2 separate regions of the Arachis hypogaea genome follow, and region 2 is linked to region 1. Evidence: chromatin contacts called from public Hi-C data. All regions are on one chromosome and are shown on one strand. The core of a region is the stretch at or near the end of the contact, and the rest is flanking DNA. Distances in the headings are between cores, read along the strand shown.

Region 1 (7,407 bases), core at 2,421-4,920:
CTCAAGTCTTTGTTCTAGGCTTTTATGAGCTTTCTTCTTGCAAGTCTATTTGAACTTCATTTTAATATTTGAATTGGTGGAATTCATGAATCATCATACTACGTTAGCCCTACATGTTCATATGTGTTCTTGGAGATTGATTTACTTTTAACCAAGTAGGTAGAAGCATCTTACATTTAGTTGCATTCATAAAGATAAGTGAATATAGTTTATTTGTATTGAATAAATGTTCATACCCCATTTCTTGTATTTCTTGGTTTAGCATGAGGACATGCTTAGTTTAAGTGTGGGGAGGTTTGATAAATTTCAATTTTATGGTTTATCTTGTGTTGAATTTAGGGGATTTTATCAACTTATCTCACATTTATTCAATGGAATAGCATGGTTTTGCGAATTTTTCCTAACTTGTGCTTAAGAGTGAAAACATACTTTTTAGGCTTTAAAATTGCTAAATTTAATTCACTTTAATTCCATTCGATACCTTGATATGTTTGTTAAGTGATCTCAAGTTTAGAAGGCAAGGATTGAATTGAAGAAATGAAGAAAAAGCATACAAAAATAGAGAATTTATGAATAAATGAGATTTTGGTAATCTGCCGAGCGACGCGTGTACGTGGCCCACGCATACGCATGAAGAAGCAAATGTCAAGGCAACGCGTACGTGTGATAAGGAAAGTTGCCAGTGACGTGTACGCGTGACCCATACATATGTGTGACAAGCGGCACGTGACCTCATCAAAGGCAATACGCTGGGGGCGATTTCTGAGTTCAAGGAGGACCAAATCTAACTCATTTCTGATGCTTTTTGAACCCAAGAATTGAAAGGGAAGGGGGGAGGTAGTCATAGTTTAGTTTTCATCATGTTTTAGGTTAGAATTCTAAAGAGAGAAACTCTCTCCTCTCTCTAGATTTTAGGATTCTTATTTCACTTCCATTTAGATCTAGATTTTAATCTTGTTTCATTTTAGCTTTCTTTTACTTTAATTTGTTCTAGCATTTTAGTTGATCTACTTCTCTTGTTAATTTCTTTATTTTGCTAATTTAGTTTATGCACTCTCTTGTCAATTTCAATTCTCTTTTAATGCAATTTTAAGTTTCTATGTCTTTTATTTTATGTTTATCTTAGTTGCTATTGTTGATTTCTTGCTTATGTTAGTTATAGTTTTTATTAATTCTTGCATTTTGTGATGCTTACTTTTATTGCACTCTAGGTGTTTGATAAAATATTTCCACTAGTATTAGAGTAGTTTTCTATACTCTTGGCCTAGGCTAAGAGAATTGGGTGACCTTAAGTCATTGGGTCAAATTGAATTGGTAATTTGAGAACCCTTACTGGTCAATTCGATACCCATTAACACTAGCCTACTATTATGTCAATTAGTGGCTAGATTGGGACTTATGGGTTGATGTTGAATAAGCCTATTTGACTTACTTTAAGTATAGAAGTAGACTTGATGGGTTTGTCCTTCATAATTGTTAATATATGGTTGTTAGACAATGATGGTGATCTCAATTTCTATGCTTTAGTTAAGAATTTTTTTCCTTCCTTTATTAGTTAATTGTTATTTACTTTCTTGTTATTTACTTTTCTTATCAATCATCAAATCAAACCCCCTTATTCTTTCATAGTCAATAATAGAGCACTTTATTGCAATTTCTTATGAGACGATCCGAAATTTAAATATTTCGATTTATTTTTATTGAAATTTATACTTGTAACAACTAAATTATAACTTTGATTGAGGATTATTAATTAGTTTAAAATTATGCTTACAACGAAATTCTATTTTTATTGAAAAATTCTAGACGAACATAATTCTCGGTCAATGTGCAATGCATTGTTGATCATACTTTTCCTTTAGCCTAGCTATATCGTAATGTTCTGTAACAATTATAGTCAATTGATTTTTTATTTTTTCCTAAACTATTGTCTTAAATGTTGAACATTGCAGCTGCCCATTCTTTACTCGCTCATAGAGTATGCCAATAGAAGCTTTGTATTTTTATTGGACTATTTTTTACTATATTCGGTTTCAGATTTTTCTTATCTTATGTTAATAAATATTAACTATTATTACATATAAGATGCAACAAAGGAAAGAAATATCAACAATGTTACATATAACTATTTAAACATAAAACAAAACTTAACCTCTTAATAAAAATCATCACAATGCTAAAAAAAGAAAAACTTTTGAGAAACAAAAATTCCCAAAATGTTATTTTAAAAATAGAAACGCATATAAAAAAGAAATGTTTCATTTTTTCCAGAAAAAAAAGTTTACCAGCACAATATTAAGCAGTATAAAGAAGATTAACGACCAATTATAGAAAAATTGAGAGAATGGATCGGAGGTGGCATAAAAAAAAAAATAAAAGTAACGTTTGTTTTTGGAGAAAGAACACAGAGACATAGACAACCAATATTTAAAGAATGTTCAGAGACAGAGATATGGACACTGAATATATTGTCTCTCAAACAATTTTTTATATTTTTGTATCCATTTTTTTATAAAGGATAATAATAGACACGGAATTTAGGAAGGTACACACGGATTTTTTTATGATTTTTTCCTTTTATCCATAGATATTTTTTATTATTTTATTATTATCCCTTCTTATTTTTGGTAATTTAAACTTTTTCTCTACATCATTGTTCTCAAAAATGTATTCTCTTCTTGCCGCCTTTTCTTTATTTTTTTTCTTTTTTTTGTACTATTTTCTGGTAGAATTTCTTACTTTACTGAATAATTCTTTCTTTCTTAAAGTTCATTATCTTTTTTATGACATGTTATAAGTTTTCTTAATGGAGGCTTAATTCACTCTTACGTTACTTTGTTTATTCTTAATTTTGTTGCTTCAATACAATTTTTACCTTGTTGATTCATAGATTAATTCTTTTTGTAATCTCTTGTACTCCTACGTACTCTCATTAAATTAATTTGTATTTGATACGGAAAATTTAGAATATATAACTATTTTAACCATTTTGCATAATATTTTAATCATTTTGCATATCTATCTGAACATAATACAAGACATTATATTACTGTCTTTTATATTATATTCAAATACAATAAAACACATGCAGCAAAAGAGATATTTTTAGAAAAATACATTTTTTTAATTTTAACCGTGATGAGAATGAAAAAAGTCACTCCATAATGAAAATTGTAAAAACAGGTATGTGTTTCCTTGTTTTCACCTTATTATGAAAACATTTCCATAAAAACAATTTTCATTAAAATCAAACTAACATATATTTATCTCTATTTTTTATTTTAAGTGAAAATAAAAACTAGAAACACTCAAACCAAGTACATCTTTAAATTTTTTATATTTTTAACAATAAATTTTTTTAATTTATAAATTTAACATGTGTCCTAAATAAATCCTTGTTTGAGTATTATTAAATTGTTAATTTTTTAAATTTTTTTTAGTATATTCAATAAAATTTTAGTAATAAAAGTTAAAATATTAAAAAAATAATTTTTTCTTAAAAATTATAATTTATATTTTTTATTTTTATTTTTTTATTTAAAAAACATTTTTAATTTTATAATAAATAAAAAATGATTTTGTATTATCATATCTAAATATAATTATTAAATAAAATGATATTTTTACAAAAGACATATTTAAATATAAAATTATTTTATTTTTCTAAAAGATTTTTCGTATAATCTAGCCAAAACAAACTGTTACTATAATTTTCGAAAAATTGAACTTCTTGGGACAGTGAAGCCCTGAAACATACCTTTCCCTGCATCTAAAGTTCTAAACCCCGCTAAAGTGGCTAGCCACCATCTTCCCGCCGTGCCGCCGTCGTGTCCTTCACGCTGCGACGCTCCCTTTCCACCGCTGCAGAACCAGGATTTGGAATGCGCTGCTGATTTCTTTTTTATTTACGTTTTTGTTTTAATTATTGGTGGCCTTGCGGTTCCATAACCATAAGTGAGGGTTTCGTTCTAGACTTCAACATGGTAAGCTCCCTTCCGCTATTTTCCGTATTCCACTTGTTGAGTAAGACACTGCCCCAATTTTGAACACTGTTTTGTGTGAATTGCTGTGTTTGATTTAATTCCCTTTCCTGTGTTCTAGAACTTGGCTTTATTACTTCCTTTTTCTTGATTGCTTGTTGTTGTTGTTGTTTCGCAGGAGGTGTTTAAAAGGGCTATAATGCAGCCTGGGCCACCTGAGCATTTCGCTTTACTGACAGTTCAAGAAGTCATCAAACCTCAGGTATATCCATCCTCTAATCTTTTGAGAATTTCAAATGTAGCGGAGAATTTTGTATATAGAGAAATGTACATTTGATTATGATCACTTATCTTTTATTTTTATTTTTATTTTTATTTTTTTGTATTAATGATATTTATTGGGGGAAGGGGTACTAAAATGAAGAAATTTGTATTTAAGGTTCAGTAGGAAGTATCTCGAATCATAATAGGATATGTAATTCTATCCTTCATTGATTGATGTTTGTTCCTGTGGTGACTGATTGGCAATGGGAGCCCAGGATTCCCTTAGTTTTCATGTGATTTTGTTAACAGCTGTGGTTGATTTAATTGATTTGTGTCTAACAGAAGCAAACGAAATTGGCCCAAGATGAGAACCAGTTGCTAGAAAACATTCTACGCATGCTACTTCAGGAATATGTGGTATGTCTAGCTGGAGTTTCTTTTTCATGGATTAGTCATGTATTTTTTCCCCCTCTTTTTTTGCCTGTTGAATGTTGAGTTTATTGGTTTCCTCTGTTTATGACATGTATGATATTGTTTGTACTTTGGAACAGTCATCGGCAGTACAGTCTGGGGAGAAAATAATGCACTTTGGGCAATCAATTGATGCTACTGAAACTACTCAAGGCCTCATTCCTCGTCTTCTTGGTTTGTTAACCATTTTTGCTTACAAGAAAATTTTCTTTATGGTGCTTTCTGATCATTTGATGTAGTATAGATCACTTTCCCACAATGAGTTACATTAGTAACTGTGCAATCTATGTTGTTACATAAGTAAAAAAGTTCTTATTTTCTCAGACTTAAAGGAACGTGCATCATTTAATTATTGGTTTTATTTTGATTCTTTGGTTGAATTTTACACTCATTTTTCTTCTGTTTTAGGAATGTTCCAATTAGTTTTGGCGTGCATCTTATTTATGTAGTCTTCCATGTTTATCTCCTGCTCATATTTGCATACTGTTTTCACATTTCAGATATAGTACTATATCTTTGTGAGAAAGAACATATAGAAGGTGGTATGATTTTTTCACTGTTGGAAGACTTGACAGAAATGTCTACAATGAAAAACTGCAAAGATATTTTTGGTTATATAGAGAGCAAACAAGATATATTAGGGAAGGTATATTTGCCAACTGTTTCTAGCTTTTATGTTCATCTAATTATTTTTTGGATATATACATGACCATTGTTTGTTTGGAACTCTTATCATTGCATGACATACAGCAAGAACTTTTTGCTCGAGGAAAGCTTGTGATGCTGAGAACCTGCAATCAGCTCCTACGCCGGCTGTCCAAGGTCCATTAAACACCAGTTATGTTTGTGTAAAAGATTATAGCGTGACTCACCCTTGTAAGCTATATGATAATATGCGCAATGTGTTCTGTTAGATGGGTATTATTTAAGTTTGGGTTAGCTGCAATTGTGTTCTTCTCATGACAGCCATAACTTTAATGTGTTGATGTTATCGTTATAGGCAAATGATGTGGTGTTTTGTGGAAGAATTCTCATGTTTTTGGCTCATTTCTTTCCATTATCAGAGAGATCAGGTTCAATTGTGTGAAGCCTATCTTCAGTTCTGGATTTTTTATTTCCTTTTCATAATCTTCTTTCTTAGATGGCTCTCTCTCTTTTTTCTTGAAGCCTTAAACATCAAAGGAGTATTTAACACATCAAATGAAACAAAATATGAGAAAGAACCCCTAGGTGTGCCTTCACCACTCTTTGCTTACTCAATATTTTTGAGGTTAATTGTTTGATTCTAGTCTACAATTCCTTTTTTATTACTTTTCAGGCATATGTATTGATTTCAAGTTTTATGAGACTTTCTGGGGATTACAGGTAGGTCTGTACTGAAAAGTTGGTTTGAGTAATAATTTGATGCTTGTTCCTTGCCTTAATATTCTGTTTGTTGGATTTAGATCTAAGCTATGTTGTTATAGTTACTAACAGGATTTCTTAACTGAACTCTTCTCTGAATTTATTAAGTCATCGCAGTGTGTTCCTTCCTGATGTAAAATTCTTTTCATCAGAAACTTTTCTTTAAGCTGACAAGAAGTTCAAAGTCTATAAGCTGTTTTATTTGCTTTATCGCTGCTTTCTTCTTTTGCTAGATTTTAATTTCTAAACATGATCTCTTTGTTCCGATCTCCATCTATTCATCCCTTTTTACGCAATATTCTTTATCAAAATAAATGGATGTCGCTTCTAGAGTTTGACTACATGATGTGAGATATTTAAATTGAAGAGAAAACTTAAAAAAAGTAATGTTTATTGGTCTTATTTTATTTGATGCAGGAATATTTTTCTAATCCAACTATAACTCATGCTCCTTCCAAGTGGCAGAAATTTGCGTCCAGTTTGTCGGTAATTCTTTACTTCATAGTTTCCTGTCTGGTTGTGTGGATGAATATTTTCTGTTACGAAATTTCTTCTGTTCTGGCACAAACATGTTTAATTTTTATTTAATAACCAGAATTATTGTTGAATGGAAGGTTGTACTGAATACATTTGAAGCACAACCTTTAAGTGATGAAGAGGGGGATGCTAATAATTTGGAGGAAGAAGCTGTCAATTTTAGCATAAAATATCTCACAAGCAGTAAACTAATGGGACTGGAGGTAGGCAGTTTGACAACCATACTAAGAATGCATGTTTAAACAAGATGTTTATATGCTGACTCAGGATGCTCTCTTTTCGTTTCTTTTTATTGGGGGAACTTCTAGTTAAAGGATCCAAGTTTCCGACGCCACGTTCTGGTGCAATGCCTCATCTTGTTTGATTATTTAAAGGTAAAAATTTAGAATACTTGTATACATATTATATATCTGTTATATTTTAAACTGGATTATCTGATGGTTTCTCCTCCAATTGCTTTTAGGCCCCTGGAAAAGGTGATAAGGATCTGCCATCTGAAAGCATGGTTAGGACTGTCTCCCTTGAACTTTTATGTTATGTAGTATATACTAAATACTAAATTTGCATCTGACCTCTATCTCTGCTGTTAGTCTCTTTGCTATCAAAGCCACTCCACTGTCTTTATAGTGGTCCGATGCTGTTTGTGTTTGCTTACTTGAATAGGGACTCTTGCGATTCTCAAAGTACTCCTTTATTTACATGTTTCTAGATATATATATATATTTTTTAGTTATTTTTTATATGTGAACTG
Region 2 (7,407 bases), core at 1,871-4,370, 390 kb before region 1:
TCGATATCTTCATGGAACAGTTGATATGGGATTATTTTATCCCTACGGATCCAAGTCACAACTAGTTGGCTATGCAGATGCCGGATATTTGTCTGATCCACATAAAGGGAGATCTCAAACAGGATACCTGTTCACATATGGTGGTACAGCTATATCTTGGAGGTCCACGAAACAGACAATTGCTGCAACATCTTCTAATCATGCCGAAATACTGGCAATTCATGAAGCTAGTCGCGAGTGTTTTTGGCTGAGGAGTCTGATTCAATATATTATGTCATCATGTGGACTGATTGATCATAAGATAGCTCCAACTGTCCTGTTTGAAGATAATACAGCATGCATTGCTCAACTTAAAGGTGGATACATTAAAGGCGATAGAACAAAGCACATTTCTCCCAAATTCTTCTTCACTCATGATCTTCAAAATCAAGGGACAATTGATGTCCAACAGATTCGCTCAAGTGACAATTTGGCAGATTTATTCACAAAGTCACTCCCAAAATCCTCCTTTGAAAGATTGGTACATGAGATTGGGATGCGCCGATTTCGAGACATTAAATAATGTCGGCAAGAGGGGGAGACTGTACTCTTTTTCCCTTAGTCAGGTTTTTTTTTCCATTGGGTTTTTTCTGACAAGGTTTTTAATGAGGCAGTCTCTATCACTAAAGAATTTTGTACTCTTTTTCCTTCACTAAGGTTTTTTCCCACTGGGTTTTTCTTTAGTAAGGTTTTAATGAGGCATAATCCTAAATGGGCATCTAAGGAGGAGTGTTGTGATAAGATCACATTAGATGCCCATTAATATGGGCGGTTGAATTCCATTTCCAATAAGAGTTAAGTTGAAAAAGCAAACCTCGTATGCTTATAAATAGAGAAGCCATATGAGGGATATGATACACAAGCAAGTAATAATAAATCAATTCTCTCTTTATGTTGCAATCAAATACTCTTCTCTTTATATTTCTACTACAATTCTTTCTCTTCTTTTATTTTATAAGTATTTTAAATTCTCTTTTCTATTACTCTTTACATATAATATTAATAACAATATTAATCATCTTTATTATATTGAGATAGTAACAATAAACATATGCAATTTTCTCTCTCTTTACTTTTAATACTTCTTTCTATCTTTATATATATATACACATTAAACATATAATATTATTATATATATATATAAATAATTATTGAGTTAATTATTTTAATACTAGAGTCTTCTATTTATACATCTTTATATATCTTTTATTCTACAACAAAAAGGATAATCTTACAACAAAATTACTTTCTCTTGTTTTTCAACTCGGGTTAATGTTTTAATAATTTGTCGCTCTTCCTTAATGCATTTTTTTTGTTTACAGTAGAGGCCCTCTACCTAAGATCCTAAAGCCAAAGAACAAAGAAACTAGAAAAGTGTAGGAAAAGAGATGCCACAACAATAAACTAAAATAAAGAAGGGAATGGGGCTGGGTGGTTCGAATCCAATATGAGAGTAGCAAGACCATCGACAACCTTGTTTGCTTCTTTATAGAAATGTCTAATTTTGACTCTCCAATTACGGTTAAGGAGCGTAGAAATCCATCTAATGATGCGCGTTAGTTAGAGTTGGATGCTTGTTAGGAGGCTTAATAATCATGTATATAGTACCCTTCGAGTCTGTTTCCACAATAAGCAATCTGATCTGATTCCCTTCTCCTACACTATCTCAAGACCTCTGAAGATAGCATTAATCTCCACTTCAATCGTTGTAGCATTGTCCAATTTCATGGCCAACCCATAAATCCACCCTCCAGTATCATCATTCCTTGGGTTACCCCTGCAGGCACCATAAGAGTTCAACTTAAATCACACCCAGGTGATATTGCTAATGTTAATCTAATCAAGGACGAGCTTTCTAATTTTGTCCACTTTTATCCAGGCAGAAATAGTATGCCCATGGCCATAATCATTCCTATACCTCCAAATCATCCAGGTAGTATTAATAAAAGTATCTTTCAAATCAAGAATGAAAAATGAGTTGAGAGCCTCTCCACTTCAATATTTGCTCTTTGAATGCCCTTCCAATTTCAAATCTTCTCCCAAACCAAATCTTTGTGCATATTATAAGTATGTTTAATAGAGAACTCACCTTTAGGAGTTGGCCTCCAATACAACGCATCAATACAATCATTGGGCTTTGAGGGAGGAAATTTACTGTTTTTTACAATCATATTATTAAGGAGCATGTGGTTGAGTTCTCTAATCTTCCAATATCCTCCTCAGTGATATAGGACTTTATAGACCTTTCCAACTCATTAATAGTAATTGATGGAGAAGCAAAATTCCCCATTACTAACCAGAAATCTCGCATTTTGAAGGATCTTCGGCCACCAGTTAGTGATGTCCTTCCAAAGAGTCGAATCTCCACTCTTGTGCCTACGATACTTTGCTCTTGATTCACCAGCAAATTCCAGCCACTCTTGATAACCAAAGAGTCATTTACAGTTCTTAAATCTCGGAATCCCAGACCACCACAATCCTTAGGGGCTAAGATCTTGCTCCACCCAATGATGCCATAGAGCCATTGACCGACTAAGCGAGTGTAATTCTACTTGCCATCGAAAGAGCCATAACTTGAACTTATGCGACAAGTGGTGCTTACTTGAATGTTTGAACCCAAATATCTCCCAATATCATGTGTTTCTTTAAATCCTCTTTTGGAGGTCATTGCTTGGTTGACCCGATGCCCCGATGCATCGCACATTTCAGCTTGAAGCACTAAAGCTTCAAAGAAAATAATCAACTCATCAGCCAACATAAGGTGTATGGGAAGAGTTCATGGATAATGATATTGCAAAGTTGCTAAGGAATACCAAACTCAAGCAAGGTTGTTTCAATCAACTTTCAATTAAGCCTATCACAGGCTTTCATAAGATCAACTTTGATGGTCATAAATCCCCTATTGCCTTTGATCTTCATGCGCTTTCTTTTTGTTTAATTTTGGTCTCTGTACAAATTTGGTATTTTTATTTTGGACGGACAAGAGTAGCTTTTATCTTCATTTGGGCCACATTGTTATTCCCCTTGTTTTATTTTTTTTTTGTCTAGAAAGAGTCTTGGACAGTTTTTGGACCCATAAAGTAAGGCCTACTTCAAAACAAGTTATTGGCTTGCACGTTGATCGCTTGCATGTTATTGACAAGAAGAAATGCCCCTCAACTCTGGAAAAAAAATAATTGAAGATAGGCAATTATAAGGAATAAGATGATTCGAACTTGAATCCAAAAATTAAAAAAGAAAAACATAGATATAGATGATTCAAACCAATTTAGGTTGTCCCTGTAGTTCACTCAGTTTGTAACAATCAATTGGCCCTCCTTAAATGAATCTTAAATCTACATCAGATTAGTTTTTAATCTGTTGAACTAGAGAATACCATAAATAACTGAGAAAAAAATATAAATAATTTAGGCAAAAAAATATGAACGAAACTGATAAACTATTTAATATTTAATATATTATACTAAAATGATCTTGGACATGCATTTGTAAATAAACGCATAAAAAGTTGTTTGTCATTCTAATTATCCGAGTTCAAGTATTTTGCATTCAAACAAATTCAAACAATGTTATTATGTATAACTAAGTTACTATATATTATGTGTGAGATATTGTTAACTCGCATTTTATTCATATTAAATAGAATGTGAACAAACTATGAAATATAAAACTTCTATGGACGTGTTTGGTAGAGAAAAACATTTCATTATTTTGACATTTCCTTAAAATAAAAATCTCTCAATGTTCAGTAGAAGATTCTCAAAATATTTATTTTGAGAATGTTGCTTCTTTAAAAGATCTAAATATTTCTACCTTCTAAGTGGGATAGTAAATTTTCTATAAAATTGAGTATTTCATTTATAAAAAAAAAAACAAAAAAACAAAAAAAACAAAATTTATCTATATGTAACTATTTGATATTATTGTGTTGTTTAGCTTGCAGTCAAAACTGTCACTTAGTTTGACATTTGACCCACCTAACTTGTTAATAAAGGTGACAATGGGTAGGATAAAATAAGATTTAAAGTCAATTCTAATTTTATTCGTAGGTTGAGAATATTCTAACTCTAATTCTATTAATTCTATCTGTAGGTTACAAAAAAGATATAACATTATTATATAACTTAATGATAATTTAAAATAGAACTGATTTTTATGTTAAAAAATATTAAATTATTAATTAATGGTTTTCTTTTAGTTTTTAAAAATTTTTTGTATTTATTAAAAAGTTTTTAGTTCAATATCCACTTAAAATATATTTTTATATAAATATATAACATATATATATATATATATATATATATATATATATATATGTCGTTGATTAATACAGATGTTTTTGAAATATTAATTCCAAAAATGTTTATCCTTTTGCTACACATTCTAAAAAAAAATCACCTACCCAGTAAATTATCTTCCGAGATAACAAATAAAGGTAAAACTCAATCTACTAAAATCTCATATTCCCTGCAAAATTATTATTTAAAAAGAGAGAAAAAAAATTACATGATATGTGCGAAGTGTCATCATAGAGTAGTTTGAACGGAAGATATTTTTTCCATACAATAAAATCATAATAAGTATGCAATGCATGATCAATAAAATAAAAATAATATGTCATACATGCATTAACAAAAAGAATAAAATAATGAAAACATGAAATGCATGCCATCATAATGCACTGCCTTTGTTGGAATATATATAAAGCATAGTTTAATAATAAAAAAATGTTACTTTATTTAGCAACTTTTTAAAACACCATAGTTATTATAATCGTTATAGTATAACTATATTAGAATAACTTTTATATAGTAAAAATAGTGATATATAGAAGTAAAAGTAGTGATATATTTTAATATTATAATTTTTAGTGTTTTTAAAAAATGTGAAAGATACATAAATCAAAGGGTCCAATTTTTATATTTCAAATTTTTTAATTTTTTTTAACAAAAATTTCTCGATCCAATTTCTGTTCTGTCACAAATCTTTTGGTTTAATTTCTATATTTCTCATAAATCGAATGGTCCAATTTTTGTTTATCTAATTAAACAGTTCCACATTTAAAAATAATACCCTATCAACTCACATTTTAAAAGAATACCGCTCTACTCCAATATCAAAAACAAAATATCTGGCATAAGTGTAAGTTGGAAATAAGAGTGGGTGTTCTAGTCGAAGAAAGCTAAGCCACCAAGCATTAAATAAAAGGAGAGCGGGCTATTTTTATGTGTGTGTGTAAGATCAAGAGAGAATGAAGTCTGTGTGCTAAGTTTAGTGAGTGTATTATTATTTTTTTTATTTAGTTATAATATTTCTAAAATTATTTAAAGATAAATCACTGTGTTCAATTCATTTTTTTTTACTTTCAAATTTTAGTTGCGTTATTTTGTTTTGTTACTCGAATATCTAATAGTAGGATTAAAATTTTAGGTTCATAATATAATGTTTCTACTGTGAAGGAGTAGAGCGATGTTAGTATTATGATAGCAAAATTTAAGATCGAGAAATTTAAAGAAAGTAACTTCTCTGTTTGAAAACTAAAAATTAAGACAATTAAAAAAAAATTGCTTAGATGCAGTTGAAAGCAGAATCCCAGGTATTGCTAATGGCGATTGGAGAGATCGACAACAATACTGTTGCCAACTTGCACTCAGCAATAGTTGACTCGGTATTATCAAGTATTTTAGTGAAAAAAACAACAAAGAAAATTTGAGACACAGTCACTAAATTGTACGAGACCAAATCACTACACAATAAGATATTTCTTAAGAAAAGGCTCTATAATTTTCACACAAGTGAATATATAAGAACCCAATTTTGCGAAACAATAATTTTTGGACATTTTGCGACTAGAATTTGTAAAATTCGAGAATCACAGTTTCCTTTGATTTAACGAGGCGAGTCCAGATAAAAAAAATTAAATAATAGTATTAATAAATGCTATGATGGCAATAAATGCTAATAATTAATAATTGTGATTACCAGGATAAAAGTTAACTGATAATATATTTTTACGGGTATTTTTTTATCCATTTATCCTCACTAAAATATTCTAAAAATATTTTGGAGTAGGATAATATACGGTACGACATTATCCATACCGGTAAAAATATTTGTTTTTACTAGATACAGTAAAAACAAATGGCTATAAAATTACTGTTTTGGTAACTATCCATTAATAAATAATCTTAGTCACTAGTTCTATGACTACATTCACCTCCTCTCTTGAGACATTTTCGATCACATATTAACTTTTTTTTTTTTGAAACAAAGGAAGCTCAACACATTAAAGTGGAGCAAATAAAAGAAAGAAGAAGACACATAACCAGCTACCAATAAATAAACCAACCCCTAATATCCCCAATACTCTCATCCTCCCCCAGGATCACCACCACTCCATTCCGTGTAACTCATCACCGTCCTTGTGTGCATGACCTCCAGACTTGATCTTTCATTCTTAAAGATTCGTGCATTCCGTTCCAACCAGATGTTCCAAATCACTGCAAAGAACACTGTCATCCACATCTTCTTCCTTTGTTGTCTATTATGCATGCCATGCCAACTCTCAAACATTTCTTTAACAGTTCCGGAAATCACCTACTCTCTTCCTAGTGACTTCATCCACTTGCACCACACCTGCCATGTTACCTCACACCTAAGGAATAGATGCTCAACAGATTCTAATTCCTTGGTACACAGTACACACATACTATCACCCAGAATGTTGACTCCTAGTTTAGTCAGCCGCTCCTTGGTGTTAACTCTACCAACTAACACAAACCACCCGAATAGCTCAATTCTCGGAGGTACGAAACCTTTCCAAATGGAACTCGTGAAGCTATAACTCGTTATCTCAGCTGATAATGTCTCCGCTTGTATAGCCTGGATCACAGAACTAGTAGAGAAAATACCTTTATTTTCAAACTTCCACACCACATTGTCCTCCCTACCTGATGACAACCTCACTGGCCTTAACCTCTCATGCAGCTGATTGACAAGCTCCAGCTCCCATTGGAATAGTGCCCTCCTCCATTGAAAATTCCAAATCCAATCAAGCCCATCCCAAAAACCACACTCCCCAATGACAAGTCCTTGCTGGCTGGAGATAGAGTAGAGTCTCGGATAACTTCCTTTAAGAGTACCACCTTGAACCCAATTATCTTCCCAAAATCGAGTCTGCATACCATTGCCTACTTCCATTGCCAGTCCACTTACCACTTTATCTCGAATCCGCGGTTCTTTTATATTCAGCTGACATATGTCCTTCCAAGGCCCACCCTTTACTGGTAAAGGCTGAGTTGCTAACATGACATTCGGGTTCAACTTATTACACGAACAAACAATCTTCTTCCACAGTGAGCAATCCTC

The links. Hi-C and Micro-C count contacts between places; a contact is called where the count stands out from the background.
Region 2: a contact with region 1 is called in a Hi-C map of leaf, with 2.6 times the contacts expected there. The contact joins the enhancer-like site here to the promoter of LOC112803107 in region 1. A contact is called at or near these places in 2 of 8 Hi-C or Micro-C datasets (leaf and an unstated tissue).

The regions. Positions count from the first base shown.
Region 1 is chr1:43,233,478-43,240,884 of arahy.Tifrunner.gnm2.J5K5, reverse strand. It overlaps LOC112803107 (THO complex subunit 1), which reads left to right and starts at 3,670. Exons shown (of 18, transcript XM_072198074.1): 1 at 3,670-3,983; 2 at 4,159-4,242; 3 at 4,587-4,661; 4 at 4,796-4,889; 5 at 5,216-5,361; 6 at 5,466-5,537; 7 at 6,537-6,605; 8 at 6,734-6,859; 9 at 6,965-7,030; 10 at 7,120-7,161. The coding sequence starts at 3,981.
Region 2 is chr1:43,627,219-43,634,625 of arahy.Tifrunner.gnm2.J5K5, reverse strand. No RefSeq gene overlaps it. Among protein-coding and RNA genes, the nearest start is that of LOC112803136, 26 kb to the left of the region's middle. Within about 2 kb of position 3,120, at least 3 of the 3 cell types and tissues checked have open chromatin away from gene starts, as enhancers often do.